Regions from separate parts of the Mus musculus genome. Here region 1 is linked to region 2. A link is a contact called in public HiChIP or PLAC-seq data. All regions are on one chromosome and are shown on one strand. The core of a region is the stretch at or near the end of the contact, and the rest is flanking DNA. Distances in the headings are between cores, read along the strand shown.

The links. HiChIP or PLAC-seq counts read pairs in DNA pulled down with a chosen protein or histone mark.
Region 1: an H3K4me3 HiChIP or PLAC-seq map of embryonic stem cells shows a contact between it and region 2, with 28 read pairs. The contact joins the enhancer-like site here to the promoter of Hoxb4 in region 2. A contact is called at or near these places in 10 of 39 promoter capture datasets (the C10 cell line, the HPC-7 cell line, cranial neural crest and 5 more), 1 of 15 datasets of contacts at CTCF or cohesin (large pre-B cells), 2 of 484 Hi-C or Micro-C datasets (embryonic fibroblasts and nephron progenitors), 17 of 115 datasets of contacts at active chromatin or transcription factors (bone marrow-derived macrophages, craniofacial prominence, embryonic basal ganglia and 9 more) and 3 of 9 other capture datasets (embryonic stem cells, liver and pancreatic islet).

Annotation. Positions count from the first base shown.
Region 1 is chr11:96,712,000-96,714,699 of GRCm38.p6, reverse strand. It overlaps Skap1 (src family associated phosphoprotein 1), which reads right to left. Exons shown (of 12, transcript NM_001177899.1): 9 at 1,498-1,683. Among named protein-coding and RNA genes, the nearest start is that of Snx11, 64 kb to the left of the region's middle. Within about 2 kb of position 1,254, at least 21 of the 459 cell types and tissues checked have an H3K27ac peak or open chromatin away from gene starts, as enhancers often do. A contact at or near this core is called in embryonic stem cells and stem cell-derived neural progenitor cells, where this site is marked.
Region 2 is chr11:96,316,899-96,319,598 of GRCm38.p6, reverse strand. Hoxb4 (homeobox B4) reads right to left here and starts at 1,332. Exons shown (of 2, transcript NM_010459.7): 1 at 376-1,332. The coding sequence starts at 829. Mir10a (microRNA 10a) reads right to left here and starts at 2,434; the gene lies at 2,325-2,434. It also overlaps a transcript of Hoxb3 not described here.

The DNA.
Region 1 (2,700 bases), core at 5-2,504, 400 kb before region 2:
CACCCTGCTGTTGCAATGGCACAGGCTGTGGAGGAAGATTCTCGGAGGAGCTCTGTTTTAATGTAGCAATTTGATTCAATTTTCCACTCTATAAAATTACCCATCACCGCTCGTTGCTTCCTAACAGACACCTTCACTCTTAATTTAACAATCCTATCGAATTCTGCCAGGGAAATTGGAAAAATTTATCACCTGTGAAATTTTATTTTCCTTTGGTTGTATCTGTTTTTGTAAAACTTCATTAACGACGATGACTTGCTGAGGAAATTATCATTTTTTTTTTAACTTCAGACACAAGAAATGGCTCGACCTCAACCAAGATATCATTTGCATAATAAAACACAACAACAACAACAACAACAACAACCACCACCACCGCCGCCGCCGCCAGGGGAAGTGGAGTCTGGCAGAGGCTGGAGGACTGAGGAGGATTGAACACTTCTTGGTGGGGCTTTGAGGACACACAGACTTGCAACTTGACTCAGAGAGCAATGACGTCGCTTGTCTCTCAGGCAAGAGACAAATAGGGAATACCTACTTAAGAAGGCTGGGTCCTCCTCTTAGGAAGCCTTGAGATGCAATTATTTACTGATAATGCTTTTAGCAAGGGGCCCTGTCTTCTGGGGCCTAAGTGTTGGGTTCACCTTAGTTTCCAGGTTCATCTGGGATGCAGGCTTAAATTGCTATAAATTTTGGCTTAATTTGAATTTCTTAGCAGAGTACTAAACTCCTGGCAAATTTCCACAGGAGCGCTTCCTGAATGGACTTGAAGATTCAGCTTTCCCATTGTCTAAATACCTCACAATTAAAAGGCTCAGGCTCCGGCTTTCCAGTCTGACCCCCACTGTGTTCTGTACTGTTCACCAGCTGCTGGATTCCCACCAGAAGTGGCTCTGCGGGAACAGTGATGACTGTGCGTTTTCTGAGATGCTAGTGAGCCTGCCTTGTGAAGGGGAGGGCTCCAGAGTCAACCGGCCCCAGCACGGGGAGAGGCGAGGCAGGGTAGGCTTACTCTGAGGAGATGAGATTTGACTCTGGGCGATGATGAGGTGTGTTCTATCAGAGTTTTACTGTATCAAGACCATTGTTGGCATCTGCACAATCCAGACTTTGGAAATCCTCCGTACCTTTGAGACAATGCTTTATCCTTCTCCAGATTCTACAGAAAGTAAGCCAGGGCTAGAGAGTTATGAGAACGCACCCCCAAACTCACAGCTAGCCAATGAGAAACAGAGGGAGTGGTCTCTAGCCTTTAACCTTCATGGCTCAAGAACAAGTGACGTCACGTCACGTGGTACCGCTGAAAGAGGATTTCATCTTGTTCCCAGAACAAGGCAGAGTCACCGGGCTTTTTACACCATCTCCTTCAGACAGTGAACCTTGAATAGGGATAACTTTGGGGGCTGTTTCGTTCTTTCGCATGTCAAGAGTTTTTTGTTTTTGTTGTTGTTTTTCTGAGCAGCAGGAGGTGGGTAGTTAGCCGGTGATGTATCTTACCTGGTAGGACTTCATAAATGTCCTCCTCTTTCTCAGTAGGCTCAGGCAAGGCCATGGCTCTGCACTGGGAGCCAGACCTTGGGGAGTCAAAGCCATCGACGTCATTGTACATTTCTTCCTCTTCTTTCTCTTCTTCCTCCTCTTCCTCCTCCTCCTCTTCGAAGGGAATGGTTAAGGAGCTAAGATCTGCAGCGGGAGCAAAGATAAGAATGAATAAAGATAGAAAAAAAAAGAAGTATAGGAAAGGAGGAGGTGAGAGAGGAGGAGGGATGAGAATAAAACATGTCAGGAGAAAATGAAACACTAGGTTAAGGGCTGTTATTTCTAATGCGGGCCTCAGTGGCAGGAAATCTACAGAAAAGGCCAGCCCGTCACTGCATCAGGTTTAACCCACCAACATAAATCCTCCCTGGCAATAAAACGTGGTCAGGATGAAGCAGCCCAGAAAAGTATGGGTATGGGAACGGAAACGCAAGGTGAAAGGAAGAAAATAGGCCAGGCGAGGCATTGCCTGTGTCCTATGCTCTGCTCGCCAAGCAGAAAACCGGATCGGTGAGCGATGGCTCCAAGTTGGCCAGGGTGACAGAGCCCAGGCAATATGGCGGAGTCTGAGCTCTCAGACGTTCATTTCCCGGTGGTCTCACTGTGGAATTCAGACAAATTTGTTCGTGGAGAGGGAAGAAAAACAAATGAGGAAAAGCAGCAGAAGAAAAGAAATGGGGGCACGGGAAAACACAACCGTGGTGTGACCAGACGGAATGGCCAAACAGCACAGTTACCATGTCCTTTTGCGGCCTGGATGACCTCAAAGTGGGTCACTGAGGAGGGGGTGTTCAGCCATTACCGCACTGGTGAGCACCAGGGCGGGGAGAAAGATTGGTTTCAATTCTGATAGGGGGATGGGAAGCTTGTTCTCTGCCTTCAGTGTGCTCCCGGAACCCCCACCCCCACCCCCACCCCACCACCGAGGGGCCGCTGCAGGACCCAGCGAGCACACTGAGCATACTCTGGGGACAGGAAGGATGGAGAGACAGGAACGGTTCATTTCGAAGCACAATAAAACTGCTTGGCTTGATTAGGCTTTTAATAAAGATTTCCCAACAAATTTCATCTGAATTCCGGCGACTTCATAGGAGGAAAGGATCAAAGGCACATTTGCGGCTGAAACCATATGTTATTATTTTGTTTGTTTTAAAATAAAAT
Region 2 (2,700 bases), core at 83-2,582:
AAAAAAAAAAGAAATCCAGGAAGTTGATTCAACTCTGTGCTTAAATAGGGATTACCTCCTCCTCTTCCTTCTCCTCCCCTCCTCCCACACCCCTCCCCAACTTCCAACTTTACTGGGACTGCGAATCCCTGGCGAAAAAGTCGCTGGGAGAATGAAGAAGAGGATGACTTCAAAGGCGCAGGGCCCACTAGGCCATAAAAATTTATGGGCGATGTAATTATGTGGCTCTGAAAACAGGAGACCGTAAATCTCTGGCAATGGCGAGTTTATAGCGGGGACAATTGGCTTCCCCTCGCTCCCTCCCCCACATGCCTCGGAGGTCCCTTCACTGTAAAGCGCCGGGGGTGGGAGGGGAAGGGGTGCCCACGCACTCACCCGTGCTCACGTGAACTTTGCGCATCCAGGGGTAGACGACGGGCTCTTTGCACGCGGAGTGGGACGGGCTGGGATGCAGGGGGTTCTGGGCGCAGGGAGGCGGCGGGGGGCTGCTGCTGACCGCCTCGCTGCGCTGCCCGGGCTCCGGGAGGAGGGCCCCGGCTGTTGGCTGCACTGGAGCCCGAGGGGACAGCCCGGGCGGTGGCGGGGGCGGCGGGGGCGGCGGAGGTGGCGGGGGCCCGGGGTCTCGGCAGGCCGCGTAGCGCTGCACAGTGCACGGCGCCCGGCGCCCAAAGGCCGCCTCCGGCTGGAAGCCGCTCTCTCGCCTCTGGCCGCCGGCGTAGTACCCGGGCGAGTGGTCGCTGGGTAGGTAATCGCTCTGTGAATACTCCTCGCACGGAGGGAACTTGGGGTCGACATAGTTTGAGTTGATCAAAAAGGAACTCATAGCCATTAATTTCTGGGAATTGCCCACAAAATATACTAAAATTTATTCCGACCCCTGACTCGTTTTCCTGTTTCCGAAAGCCCTCCTACTTACTGTCAAGTGAACAAAGTTAGAGGCCCACGTGATCCTCCGAGCCAATGGCCACCCGGCCTGCGATTCCCGGATAAGGAAATCTGCTCACCCGGACCCTACTCCAGCCAAAGAGGTTTATTTCCCCTTCTCTACCCCTCCCCACCCACCCAACACCAGGATTTACATAGGGCTCCCGCGGGGAGACCCCCTCCTCGCCTGGCTTTCTCCACAACAGAGAGGGGTGATGAACTAAGAAAGAGTGAGCAGGTTAATTGGAGGGCCTGTTTGGGGGTGAGGGGGCTGGGCAGAGCACAAACCCTGCATCCCTCAGAAGTTGGGGCTGCGGGTGTAGCCCCCACCCCTGCCCTACCTAATCTCCACCAACCTTTCTCTGACTCCCATAGGGCCCCATCTCCTCCCCAGGATAAGAGGGAGCTCACGCACTAGGTGTCTGTGTGGGGTTTTAAGTGGTTGGCCGACCAGGGAGCGCCTTCTTGAAATGGGTACCCACTAGGTCATAGGGGCGCTGAGCTTGGGGCTTCTCAGTGCAGCCAGATGGGGAGGGGTAGGAGGTGAGTGAGGAGGCGTCGGGAGCTAGAAGGCGGGTGCGCAGAGGGACTTGTCAGAGATGAATGGAACCGCGAGCAGATCGATAGGAAATTCACGCACTAATTCGGGGAGACTTCGCCTTCCAAATCGCATTTAGCTGCACTATGAGCATCGGCTGTGTCCGTCAGTCTGTCCTCCTCAACACTCCCTCCCTTTAACCCACAAGGCCCAAGGTCAGAGGAACGGCTGGACTCCCTCCACTAAAGACAGAAGATACAATGAAACCAAACCAAACCCGCAAGTTCCTAAAACCAATTGAATAGTAATTTGCTAATTCCAGATTCGTCGAAGCAATGCTAACCAAGAGTTCTAATTGCCGCTAAAGCCGCCGCCTCTGTCAGTGTGGCAGAAAGAAATTTCACAACCTTGAATACTAAGTAAAGGAGCCCTAGCTGTGACGCCCCCACCAACATCACACGCACAAGAACACCCATGGCAACCTTATGTTTTCAGGGCATCTTGTCTTGAATTCAACGAAACAGCAATCTTCGCATCCTTTTAAAAAGCAAATTTCCTTTGCCTTTGCACACTGCAGCCTTCAGCAATCTTTTTTTCCTCCTCATGATTTCCAATAAAGCCCCCTGGACCCAGAATAAGAATAGGTAGGTTGGGGCTTAAAGATAAATTTTAAAACACCAGTAACATTAATCTCTTGAGTGAACAAGGACCCAAGCTTCCAGGGGTGTGCATGGGGACACCTCAGGTAGATGAGATTTCTCCCTCATTGGTTGAGGGAGGAAAAGAAAAGGAGTCTTCTTGAAGGCAGTCACTGGATTGTCCTCATTTAGAAAATAATCTATTTTTCTTCTGGGAAAGAATATGAGCGGAGTGTTTATGTCAACTACATATTCCCCTAGATACGAATTTGTGACCACAAAATTCCTTACACAAATTCGGATCTACAGGGTATATACAGAAGACAGACAGGTCTTCTTGGCCCAGGAAATTTCCAGTTCTCTTACTTTCCGTGCGTTCTTCTTTTGGGTGTGATCTGAATGTTTTCATTTTTATTTCGTTTTGTTTTAATTTTGAGATCTGGGAGCAGAAAAGTCACTGTGGGTCCGTTCTTGGGATTACAAGGGGTTTCAACTTTCTATTCAAAAAATAAAATAAGATTTTTTAAAAAGGCAGCTGTTGTGCAAAGGGACTCGAACCTCGTGGCTGCCGCGCGACTTTCGGTGGCGCATGAATTATTA